Regions from separate parts of the Mus musculus genome. Here regions 1 and 2 are each linked to region 3. Evidence: chromatin contacts called from public HiChIP or PLAC-seq data. All regions are on one chromosome and are shown on one strand. Each heading gives the region's core, a stretch centred on a gene start, on an enhancer-like site or on the middle of the called end of the contact. The rest is flanking DNA. Distances are from core to core; before and after follow the strand shown.

Region 1 (4,012 bases), core at 615-3,114, 180 kb before region 3:
GAGCCACCTCAGTGCTTGGTGTTAAAAGTTTCCACACAGTTCTCAACCTTCCACTTCACGGTTTGTGTTTTTATAACCTACATCAGCCCAAGGGTTCTTGCCCACTGCTGTGCACTCGACTAAGAGAAAGGTGGCAACAGGATAACAGCTACCCTGAGTCCCCAGGCTTAATCAGAATGAAAAAGACGCCATGACATCACCAACTCCTCCGCCTCTGGTACTAGGCTTTTGTGGGAGATTTAGATGTCCTCTTTTCCATAAAAACCATCTCGAAGACAGAAAGGGCTGCTGCCCAATTCGGTTGCAGCTCTTACGGAGGGAAGCCCTGAAGCAAGTCAAGGAGCTGCACGCTGCGCGGAGCACCGGGATCTCCAAGCGTGTGGGTGGGAAGCATGTGCTGAGGGCGTGGCGGGCTATAAAACCAAACACAACATGCACGATTTCCTCTGGCAGGTAACTTAATGAGAGCATAGAGTTGGGTTGTCAGAACAACAGATCTGCCCATCTGCATAACCCAAGAGGCCAGGCTGCGTTTTTTATGGGCTGCATGAAACAAAAGCCACCCAAACCATTGCGGTATTCCTTGTCTAGCCCAGAGCCACAGTAACTTCATAATAAGAACGGAGGGCAGAGACATTTCCAACCGCTTGTGGAATGTGCTGCCCCAATCCTCTCAATTTAAAGGAGGCCTCCAGCTACTGACCAGGCAGCTGCTAATCTGGTTGCTTACTGGAGAACAGTAAAAAACATCAACCCCGAGGCCCATCTTAGCAGGGGGCAGGAAGCCGCCACCGGCTTGATCTCTGGGAAATTGCTGGAAAAAAGGGCCTGGCAGGAACCTGGTAACGTCTTTCCCTCCTCTGCTCTTTCCTAGCCAGCAGGCTTTGGAACGATCTGCAAAGCAGAGGCGGGGTGCTCTGCCCCCACAGACACCTCAGAGCTGCTAAGACGGGGAGGGGTGCTTTGGCTCTCTTTAAAAAGACTTCCTGGTTTTTCAGGACTCCCCTAATTAAAAGAGAGAAAGCAGGGAGAATGTTTCAATTATGTTCTATAACAAGGAAAGCCGAGCCATCTCTTTTATAGAGATGAAAAGGTACCCAAACACGGAGGGGGAAAACATCTACACTCAGGGCCCCATCCATTCACTTACTAAATATTTATCAAATGTCTATGAACCAGATCCTTTGCAAGGGAGGACTAGAAACCAGTGGCGGGAGGATGAGGTGAGGTCATTGCTCACAAGGATCTACAATCCGGGCCGTGGATGAACAAGCCAACAGGCGAGTATAGAAGAGTTCTGGAGGAGCTCTGGCGAACACCCCATCAGTCTGGGGAGGAAAAGGAAGGTATTCCCCGACCGTTAATTCTATCGCTCCGTTGGATTGAAACCTTAGCAGACTAGTAGAGGACATTTGCACGTGTGTCTGTAGGGGCCATCCCTGGAGGGTTAGCTCATTCGAGCTCTGAGTCATGACCATGGATGATGGACACTGGATGGATATTGGAAGCGTAGAACTGTGGAAGGAGGAGCTTAGTTGGAGGAAGTGGGTCCGTGGGACATGCCTTTGAAGGGTATATTTCCCCCTGGCACTTTCCTGCTACCTTCTCTTCTTCCTGTCTGCCATGACACCATGGTAGTCTCCCTCCCTTCATGCCGACAGTGATGGACCTAACCACCCTGAAGTGAAGGCTCTCCCAAACCATGAGCCAAACTAAGTTCTATTCCCTTACCTGGTTTCTCTCAGGTCGTCATGCCACTGACAAAGACTCCAATGTTTAACTTCCCAAAAAGGAAGCTATGTCAGAGTAGACATCTCAGTAGGCAGCCATTCTGAGCAAAAAGGAAGAATTCTGAGGAAGAGAAACCAAATGCCCTTTCTGCCAGGAACTTCCTGTCTGTCTCCCAATTTTATGCTCATATTCACTCTAGACTTCAGGAGAGCAGCAAGGGCTTTTTTTTTTTTTCTTAGTTAGGTCACCACACGGCTCCCAGGGCCCTTGAAGCCCAAGCTTTTGAGAGGGATCCCATTGGCTGTGGGGATTTTTAATTTGACCTTATTTATTAAAAGACACAAAGCAATAGGAAATCTCATGTACTGATTACACAGGGAAAACTGATGGCAGATCCAAGGATAAAGTCTCAGAGTTTTTAAAACTAGAAGGACCTGCCTGGTGAAACTGTTTTGCCTGGAGTGGGTAGAAAGGGAGATTCCCACTGGTCTTGCAGAAGACCTGGTAATGCATCCTAAGGGAGAGTTAGCCCAAAATTGGCAGTGGCCATTTTGCCTCAGTGGATTTGTGGAAATAAAAACCCAGGAGTAAAAGAACAAAGAGATTCCTGGGTGTTGTTTACTACCGAAGAGCAACAGAGAGATCAAGAATAAGTGGAGGAGATTGGTTAAGATCAAGAGACCACAAAGGCATCTGGGCTTTGGCTGGACCTACTTGGAGAGAGGTGAAAGAGTTGCAGGACACAAGAGACAGAGAAGAGAAGTTATTGGGACCTCCTGTCTGGAACCAAACCACCTGGTTTCAAATCATGACATCCATTGACTACCTTATTATCTTAGGCTAATTATTTAATACCCCCTGCCTCAGTTTGCACATGCTGAGCTAATTTATTTAACACGCAGTTCCTCAGTTTTCCTTATCTGTGAGATGGGACAATAGCAGTTCTCACCTCATGTAGCCAGGGCAATGAGTGAACTTAAAAATATATATAAGCATGCTGGAACACAGCTCTGCTCAATAAATCAATTCTCATCGAGACCGATCTTCACTTTCTTCACAGGCCTTCTCATTTGCCCCCTATGGCTACGTCATACAAACTCCCTAAGCCAGAGCACTTGAGCAGAGATTGTGGGCTGCCCAGCTGTTGGTACCGTTCACTCTCCAGGCAGACTCTGGAGGTGGAGAGAAAGCTGACACTGCAGGCTCCAGAGAGAGCACCAGGAATGGGCATCTGTTGTCTTTATTTAATCTCAACCCAGGGGTTCTACTCTGCCTTTGACCATTGAGTTCCCGGATAATAGACACACACAACCTTTCTTTGAATAGTAATCCTTAGCACAAGAGCTGGGCAGATGTCTGCCCTCTGCACTCCATGCCACTATGTCTATTCCCAGCCAATAATCCCATGCTATAATCTGCCATGTTTTGTCTGGGTTGCTCTTAACTTAGTGAGCAAACCCCACATTGCCATTATTTTAAGATTCTTATCCCATGGTGCCTTCTCCTCTACCCACCTCCTTCTGTCTCTCCTTCGTGTTTCTCCTCTATCCCCAAACCCTGAAACCCCAAACCCCTCCTATGTCTATTCCGCCCAACTCTTGGCGGTTGGCATCTTTATTTACTAACAGACATAACTTGGGGGCAAGGTCACATAGTGTTGTTGCGGTAAAACTCTCCATCCCAAATATGCCCCGGCAATGAAAACACAACATAATTAATATGAATACATGCTATATATCTAGGTTAGGCAGATCTACCACTACGCTACCATCTTGAACTTGTGGTTTCTTCAGGCCAGGTGCTGCTGCTCTGCTTTTCTTCCTCCTCCTCCTCTGTGTTCTTTCCCTCTTCTCTTTTCTCCTTCTCTCTTCCCACCTTCTGCTCCACCTTCCCTTTTATCTGCCCAGTCATCAGCTCTCCTTTATTTTACAAATTAAGGTGGGAAGCAGGTTTACAGGAAATCACCTAAGTGCTGACTCATTCCTCGTTTGCAACCACTCACAGGAGAACAGAACAGCAAATATAATTAGCCCCAGGGCTATCCACAACCTAGCAGTCACTTGGGTCTGTGTAGACTCTTCTGGAGCAGCCAGGTCTTGGGGACTGCACTTAGCTTTACAATACATAGCAACCGACCAAACCTCACCTGGCTTCTCTTTCTACCCATTAACCCTCTACCCACTTACCCCGAAAGGCTCTGTTGTAGCATCTTCTGGGCTAGGTCCTGATGCCCACTCTAACACTCCATATGTGTGTGAGCATGTTGTCAGGTTTCCAGAGT
Region 2 (4,223 bases), core at 255-2,754, 210 kb before region 3:
CTGACGGTGGCCTTAAGTGATGACAGTCTGTGTTGACAATAAATAATCATGCCTCTGGCTTGAATCGACACTTCATTGGACTTTAGGAGGCAGCGCCTGAATATTCCTGGGCTTGCTGTGTAAAGAACTATCTGTCTATGACAAAACCTGGGTATAGAAGAGATTTTTTTTTTTGTTTCCCAAATGGATAACTTCATAATATTTGCAAAATTCATCCTTTAGGAGATGACAGGCACAGACTCCAAACCGTATTTAGAAAGAAGGATAGATGCTTTTGCTCAGGCCTGGAGCACCGGAGCCGTTCCCAGTCTCCCTAAGTCTGGATGCACTGAGTTACGGCTCTTTCTTCCCCAATGGACACAGGGAATGAAGTTGTTTTGATTGCAAAATGGCTGGTGGCACTTTTGAGTTTCCAGGTGGGGGCAGGAAGGTGGGGGCCTGAAGCTGCTCCACCTCTTTTACCCTGGCATCTGCCTCGTTGTCGTCGGGAACTCCATGAGTTTGAATAATGCTTATCAAGAAGAACCCTGGGCCCTTATTACTCCGGTGACTGCATCTTCCCTGCTTAAAGCACTCCCCGATCTCAACCATTTGTGCTACAAATAATTTTAATTGAGCCAAGAAACCCTTGACATTTTAGAAATTACCTTCTATTTATAAGACTTTAAGAAGGAACTTTCCTGTCAGGCCTGACCTCTGTGTGATTTGTCTCTCTCACCATTCTCCCCACTCCAACTCACACACACACACACACACACACACACACACACACACACACACACACACGAGCACATATACACACGTGCATGAGCACACACATGTATTCGCTCTCACATGCACTAGCACACTCATACCTGCACACATGTGTACTCACATGCACTTTCTGTTCAGGTTTCTAAGTTTTGATTGAACTAAATTCATTCGTAATTTAATTTTGTAGTAGCAAATAAAAACCTGGTCGGATATGCCCACAAACCTGGTCGGATATGTCCACAAAATCCCACTCCCACTGTGACACAACGCAACCTTTTTGACTCTCGCCTCAGTCTGCTCATTGGAAGTCTATGCTCAGGATGTGGGAAGTTCTGGGACAAGGATTACATGGCTGCCTTTCGGGGTTGAAACTCACGAGTCTGTGACATCTGCCTCTTGGTGGGGTCCTGGTGGTTTCTGCACAGTGAAAAGACAGAATTTTTTTTTCTTATAAATATCACCTTTTCTACTGGCATAAGGCAGTTGGGTTTGACATGAATAATTAAATGCCGTGCCTTTCTCTTCCCGTTTTTCTATCCATTGTCCCTGATCTTCAAAATAACTCATTCACCAAGTATTTATGGACCGTGTGCTGTGTGCCAGGCCAGATACTATTCGGGTTGCTTGGAATTAGTCTGTGAGATAAAGCATAACAGAAACAAACAGAAACGGCTCTTAGGGCTTGCCTCAAAGGGAAGACAAATAACAAGGCGCAAACAGTGCGCCTGGCACTAAATGCTGCGGTTAAACGTGATGGGCCACAAAGCCAAATTAGGCATGGAAGGGGAGGGGAGAGCACCGGCGTGAAAATCTCTCTCTGGCTGCTGAGATGGGTTTGTGAAAGGGGTGGGGGTGCAAAGTTATGAACAATCATCCAGAGAGAAAGAACAGCAAACTCACATCGCCCCCCTCCCCAGGTGGGAACAGAGAACACTGAACCAAACTGGAGTGAGCGGTGGTAGGAGGAGGGTCTTCGAGGTTAGGGAGGACCAGGAAGGCTCGGGTGGGGACTTGCCTTTCCTCCTGAGTGAGCTGTGGGCTCTGGAAGGTGTGACACACACACACACACACACACACACACACACACACACACACACACACACACAAACACACCCCTCGCGGCTTGGGTGTGACAGTGTGTTGTTAGGTTAGAAGGAGAAAAATAAAAGGCAGCAGAGAGCCTGATGAGGAGGGAGGGTGGGAGGAGGGAGGATGGCGGGGTACGATGTATAGGTGAGGTGTCGCACAGCTGCTGTCCAGGTGAGATGGTGCAAAGCTCTTGGTTTGGGGGATATTAAAAATAATAATGAAAGTGTTATTTAGCCCTTTTTTTAAGATTAGAGAACTCAAAATAACTGACTTTCTAAAGAACCCAGAGCAAGTGCGATCCCAAGTTGAGTTCCAAACCAAACAAAGCTCTTATCGGGTGCAGCACTACAGTACCATGTGGACAATTGTCGTGGACTACCGCCCTGGTATCCACCTTGGAACGTCTGCTCCGAGGCTTGATCATGTTCTCATTAACATAATAAATAAGGAATCAGGGAGAACAAGGGCGCACAAGTCCCCTGGAAGCCCTGACAACTAATGCTACCTGACAAGTAGCAGGTTGGAGCCTAATGAATAGCTGAGAGGAGCAAGGGAGGAGGAGGAGGGATGTGGGCTTCCAGGGAGGAGGGAGCTCATTAGTGGCCCTGTTGCTTAGATGGCTCACAGCATCCTTCGAGCAGACCCCTGCACTGCTGGGTATCTTTTCGGAAATACTCTTATTGTTCTGAGGCCTTTAGGGGTTTGTGTACGTGCATGTGTGTGTGTGTGTACGTGTGTACGTGTGTGTGTGTGTGTGTGTGTGTGTGTTGTGGTATGTTCCAGCTGAGGTAAAAATTCCTATAACATAAATTGGCAATTTTTAAAATGAATCGTCCTATGACATTTAGTACAGTCAAAGTGTTTCTTAAACACCATACCACTAGTTCTCAAACATTTTCATCAACTCAGAAGGAAACCCATATATGTCATGGCCCTCCTCCATTTTCTTCTCTCTCTGTCTCCTGAAAATAACCAAGCTACTCTCTGTCCCTATGGATTGATCTTCTCTGGATATTTTGTACCAATGAAACCACACATGTCACCTTTTCAAGTCTGACCTCTCCTACCTAGCATAATGTTTTCAAGTGTCACTTGTGTTGTAACACATGTCATACTTTGTTTTTTTTTTGGTGCTAGATAATATTCTACTGGCTCTGTTTAGTCATGCTCGATGGGCCTTTTGATCTCTCCAGCTCTTGCTTATCATGAGCAATGCTACCCTAAGCATGCATACGTACCTGTCTCTGTTAAAATTCTTGTTTCCCATTCTTTTCAGTCTTCAGAGCAGTAGGATCCCCGAGGGAAATGTAATTTTATGTTTCACTTCTTTTCGAGAAACTGGCAACCAATTTACCACAGACAATGCATTTATATTCCACCCAGGAATAAAGATCACAATTTCTTCATGTCCTCTAATGCTTGCTCCCTGCCACCACCACCGTCACCCTTGGATTATTTTTTCTTAAGCATCCTCCTTGCTCATGGATGCTCTAGTCGGTATGGAATAACTCATTGCTTTGCTTTGATCTGCATTTAACTAAGGGCTAAGCTCTTGAGCACCTTCCAGTGTCTATTGGCCATTAGTGTTGTCCTCTGAATAAATACATGACAAAGCACCCCCTCTTTGTTCTGCTGCTTTCTGTTGTTATTGCTGTGTCTGGGGTAGCATTTTGCTAGCCTAGGCTGCCCTTGAACTCACGGCGACACTCTAGCCTCAGCCTCTAAGTGAGATGTATGTTACCAAGCCCAGATGCCCACTTTTAAACTGGGTTTTTGTTGAGCTGTAAGAGTCCTTTATAGCTGTCCAGATGTCAGATGTTCATCAGATGTGCGATTTCCAAAATTTTCCCAATATTCTCTTTTCATTTCCTGTATAATGTCCTTGAAAGCCCAGATATTTTAATGCTGATGCACCTCAGCTCACCCATTTTTTGTCTTGTTGTGTCCTCTATAGCCTGTGACTCATAACAGCAGAGGAAATGGTTGCACCACTTACAAAGGCACAGGAGATTTTTGTTATCTTGAACCAACATCTAAGGAGGGCATGGCATTGCCCAAGCTCAGACAGTATAAAGCTATAGACCTTAAATTTTTTTTTTTGCTGTAACTGTCACCATGATAGAAGCCAGAGTGTTAGCAAGAGAGAGCCACAAATCTAAGAAGGAAAAATAAAAATGAGGAAGCAGGGCAGCTGGACAGGCCAGGGCTTTGGCTCCGCATGTGGCTTCTGCCTTGTGGTATGACATGATTGTTGTACCAACCACCAAGGCATCCATGTGCCAACCCTCCAGAAGAGAAAAGAGAAGGGACTGTTGCCTTTCTTCTTTTCCTGTCCCAGAATTTGTGCCCATCACTCCTGCTTGCCTCACAGTGGCCAGGAC
Region 3 (3,905 bases), core at 104-2,603:
TGTTGGTGTTTCTGCAAGAAGAACCCCAAGCCTGAAGACAAAAAGAGCTCAGAAAGTCAGGCCCTGCCAGCTGGACAGACACACAAATTTTCCCTGTGCCTTTGGTAAATGAGGAAGAACACTGGATGAGACTGCTGGCTCTTTAAGAGTCAGGCTTCATCCTCCAGCCGTTCTTTTCCCACACCAAGCTGGTCTGGTATAGTCTGGAGCATTGTATAAGAAACCATTAATGAATCTCTTCTCTCCCTCTGAAAGTCTGAGGAATTGCTGTTTTACAGTGAGTAGAATTTCTAGAAAGTCTTACCCCAAATTATTCCCAGAGTTCATTCTAATATGAGAAACAATTTCCAATGATGCCTACAGCTCAATTACTAGCAGGACATGCAGATACTTTAAAACAGTGAAGAAGCAACCCAGGAAAGGGAGAAGGAGCTAGATATGCTCCTATGCCCTTGATACAAGCCTAGTAGAAAATCCACATCAATGTATGAGATTTAAGACAGGGGGAGAACAAGGATGCTACTTTCTCTAAATAATTCTGTCTTGGGTTTTCTCTCTCTCTCTTTTAAATTGATAAGAAAATATAAACTTCAGTAATTCACATTCCAAGTCCTTCCACGACAGGGATACCACGTGTAGGAAGCAAAGCCCACTGAATTCAAAGATGCAGCCCAAAGCCTCCCCGCTGCTTCGTTCTTCCCAGACAAACCTGCTTCTGATTCCTCTGTGGAAAAAGATGAGTTCCTTTCTCACCATTTTTGGAGCCGGAGGGACCCAGCCGACTTTGGCAGTCTGTAGAGCTGAGGCCCTTCCCCTGAGTGCAGGGCTCCCGGCTCCAGTGAACTGAGGGGGAGGAAAGAACGTGGAGCTGGTCTTGGCTGCTGTGTGGACCAGCAGTACAGCCACTGCCAGAGGTGAACTGGCATAGGCATCGGCTGGTGGAGCCTTCCTGAGCTGTGTTTTCGTTTTTTCCGAACCTAGCTGGAAAACTTCGGAGGTTCAGAAACCCAGCTAAGAGCAGGGCGGCCGACAGAAAAGAACCAGTCCAGCCTGTAAACACCGCCCCCAAAACTCTACAAAGAGAGAGGGAAAAAAAAAAGATGCTGAGAAACCAAACAGAGCCAGAAGCCAGATAGCAAAGGATGGGGGAATTGAGAGCGAGGGGAGGTGGGCAGTCGGCTCTGTCTCTGGGCTTTCATTGTAGTTTCTCACGCTGACTAGACAGCAACTTTCAACTTGACCTTGGCCTCCAGCGTGTCTGACCTGTATGTAAACTGCCCTCGAGTCTCCGAGAGTCTCCGAGAATTGGAGCCTGGAACCGTACTTCGTCTCTTTGTCACTGTTGAGTTTTACAATGCCACTTAGAGGGAGGAAGGAGTGGGGGGACGGATGAAAAGGGCTCCAAAGTAACACAGAAATCAAGTCTTCACAGAGGTTGGTTCTTTAGTCTGCAAATGGTCAGGCAGTAAGAAGGTAAACTCGGGGCAAATCAATATTTACCCAGGACCGCTAAAGTCAGGAGAGAAAGGACTCCCTGGGTGTGGGGGAGAATTGGGTGTGGGGATCAGGGAAGGTTTTATTGGGCGACACTTAACATTAGTCAGAACAAACCCAGGATCCGGGCAGATAAAAGCCTGAGCCTCGCCTTACTGGTCCCAATCTTACCAGAAGCCCAGGGGGCTTACAGAGCAGCAGATGAATTGGGTGGTATGTCTGATGCTCTAGCTTAGGGCTAAGTCTACAAGCTAGGACTAGAGAACAGGTCCAAGCCTGGCTGCCTACCAGAGCATTTGAGCAAAGATAGTACAGAACTCTTCCCAGTCTATATTTTCCAGAACGCACCACTTTCACTTTGACCATTTGTTCCCCTCTGGATGTCTGACCAGTTCACACTTGCACAACCAGAAATGCATGTAGTCCTAAGGAGGCAGGGTCCCCAGAATCCTTTATCAAAACACTGCATCCAAACGTTGCTCTCCCAATACAAACACCCCACCAAGCTCAAGGTACAGAGGAACTCATCAGCTGAACCCCGGCACCTTGAACCCACTACAGGCTGAGCCCCTATTAGGAGAAAAACCATGAAAGGATCCCAAAGAGCCTTTTTCTCTTTCCCCAAAACGGAATGCAACAGTGGATTGCCAGGTGTCTGAAGTGTCCAACTCAGGATCTATGGAGTGACTTGTAGGAAGTCCCAGAACCGTGGCTGGAGTTCCAGCCAGCAGCCCAGCTGGGGCCTGTTCCTCTTAAACCCCTTCAGGAAAAGGCAGCCGGACTCCTGAGACAGGAGTGTGAGTGAATGGTGCTTTCTTCATCTGAAATCCTCTGCGGACCAGAGAGAATAGCTGCTGCATCGGAATGAATAGCGAGCTGTATATACAAGTTGGACAATGTGGCAGTATGCATCTCTCTCTCTCTCTCTCTCTCTCTCTCTCTCTCTCTCTCTCTCTCTCTCTCTCTCTCTGTGTGTGTGTGTGTGTGTGTGTGTGTGTGTGTGTGTGTGTGTGCGCGCGCGCGAATATTTGCGCTCGCGTGTGTGATGAGTGTAGGAGATACAATTAGTTGTTCTGATCTTCTGAGTCCTTAGGCCTAATTGAAATTGTCCTCTAGAGCCTGAGAACAGGGAAGGGAGCTCCCAAATGCAGCCCAAACTTCCCAGAGAAATGTCCTGGGACCCTTGCTCCAGACTTCTCCTGGAACCAACAGGAAACAAACGCCCTTGTTCCCCAGGGGGGGGTGGGGAGTGCAATCTCGGCCAGGCGAAAGCTCCCACATCCTTGGGAGGGTCTAGCTGCAGAAAGATGTATCCATCCCTGGAAAGAAAACAGCCCCAGAGGTCCCTAAAACATGCCAGGACATCCTGGGCCAGTCCAAGGCCAAGGCAAACCCTCATTCCTGGCCACTGGAGAATTTACCTGACTTGTCCCCACGACCTCAGGTCGCACCCCAACCGCAGCCGCTCACTGCCCCTCCCAACCTCCGCGCGAAACCCGGGAAGGGATCGGGGTCCCTGTGTTCCCAGCCCCACCCGCCCTAGTTTCTCCCCCCCACCCACCCCCGCCTCCTCCGTGGGTGACTGCTGCGCGGCCGCGCGGCGGGAGCTAGAGCTGGCGCAGAGGACCGCGCGGGCGGCGGCGGGGACGGCGGGCCCAGCGCGGAGCCGAGCCGGAGCCTCCCGCTTTGCATACGCCGGGGGCGGGCCGGGGGCGGGCCAATGGGCGGCCGCCTGGCGCGACCCCGCAGGGCGCGACCCGCCCCCCTCGCTCGGGCCCCGGCCCCGCGCGCCGCGCTCTTCACTTCTTGGGGGCTTTTTAAAACAGCGCCACTGGGGTCTTCTCCATGCGGCTCGGGCTATGACAGCCTCCGTGCTCCTCCACCCCCGCTGGATCGAGCCCACCGTCATGTTTCTCTACGACAACGGCGGCGGCCTGGTGGCCGACGAGCTCAACAAGAACATGGAAGGGGCGGCGGCGGCGGCACGGGCGGCGGCCGGCGGCGGCGGCGGGAGCTGGGGGCGGGGGCTTCCCCCACCCGGCTGCCGCGGCCGCGGGGGGCAACTTCTCGGTGGCCGCAGCGGCGCCGCCGCCCGCCGCCGCGGCCAACCAGTGCCGCAACCTGATGGCGCATCCCGCACCCCTGGCGCCCGGCGCCGCGGCCGCGTACAGCAGCGCCCCGGGGGAGGCGCCCCCGTCCGCCGCCGCCGCCGCCGCCGCCGCCGCTGCTGCCGCCGCCGCCGCGGCTGCCGCGTCGTCGTCGGGAGGGCCCGGGCCGGCGGGGCCCGCGGGTGCCGAGGCCGCCAAGCAGTGCAGTCCCTGCTCGGCGGCGGCACAGAGCTCGTCGGGGCCCGCGGCGCTGCCCTACGGCTACTTCGGCAGCGGCTACTACCCGTGCGCCCGCATGGGCCC

The links. HiChIP or PLAC-seq counts read pairs in DNA pulled down with a chosen protein or histone mark.
Region 1: a contact with region 3 is called in an H3K4me3 HiChIP or PLAC-seq map of bone marrow-derived macrophages, with 2.7 times the contacts expected there. The contact joins the enhancer-like site here to the promoter of Hottip in region 3. A contact is called at or near these places in 2 of 39 promoter capture datasets (the 3T3-L1 cell line and embryonic stem cells), 1 of 484 Hi-C or Micro-C datasets (embryonic stem cells), 3 of 115 datasets of contacts at active chromatin or transcription factors (bone marrow-derived macrophages and embryonic stem cells) and 2 of 9 other capture datasets (adipose tissue and embryonic stem cells).
Region 2: a FOXA1 HiChIP or PLAC-seq map of pancreatic cancer cells shows a contact between it and region 3. The contact joins the enhancer-like site here to the promoter of Hottip in region 3. A contact is called at or near these places in 3 of 39 promoter capture datasets (the 3T3-L1 cell line and embryonic stem cells), 4 of 484 Hi-C or Micro-C datasets (the BV-2 cell line, bone marrow-derived macrophages, hematopoietic stem and progenitor cells and 1 more), 5 of 115 datasets of contacts at active chromatin or transcription factors (bone marrow-derived macrophages, embryonic stem cells, memory CD8 T cells and 2 more) and 2 of 9 other capture datasets (embryonic stem cells and liver).

What each region holds. Positions count from the first base shown.
Region 1 is chr6:52,440,108-52,444,119 of GRCm38.p6, reverse strand. No RefSeq gene overlaps it. Among named protein-coding and RNA genes, the nearest start is that of 1700094M24Rik, 50 kb to the left of the region's middle. RefSeq lists an enhancer at 1-1,503. Within about 2 kb of position 1,864, at least 32 of the 459 cell types and tissues checked have an H3K27ac peak or open chromatin away from gene starts, as enhancers often do. A contact at or near this core is called in bone marrow-derived macrophages, where this site is marked.
Region 2 is chr6:52,471,417-52,475,639 of GRCm38.p6, reverse strand. No RefSeq gene overlaps it. Among named protein-coding and RNA genes, the nearest start is that of 1700094M24Rik, 19 kb to the left of the region's middle. Within about 2 kb of position 1,504, at least 13 of the 459 cell types and tissues checked have an H3K27ac peak or open chromatin away from gene starts, as enhancers often do. A contact at or near this core is called in memory CD8 T cells and pancreatic cancer cells, where this site is marked.
Region 3 is chr6:52,260,223-52,264,127 of GRCm38.p6, reverse strand. Hottip (Hoxa distal transcript antisense RNA) reads right to left here and starts at 1,353. Exons shown (of 2, transcript NR_110442.1): 1 at 1,264-1,353. It overlaps Hoxa13 (homeobox A13), which reads left to right and starts at 3,248. Exons shown (of 5, transcript NM_008264.1): 1 at 3,248-3,491; 2 at 3,493-3,576; 3 at 3,579-3,586; 4 at 3,588-3,905. The coding sequence starts at 3,354.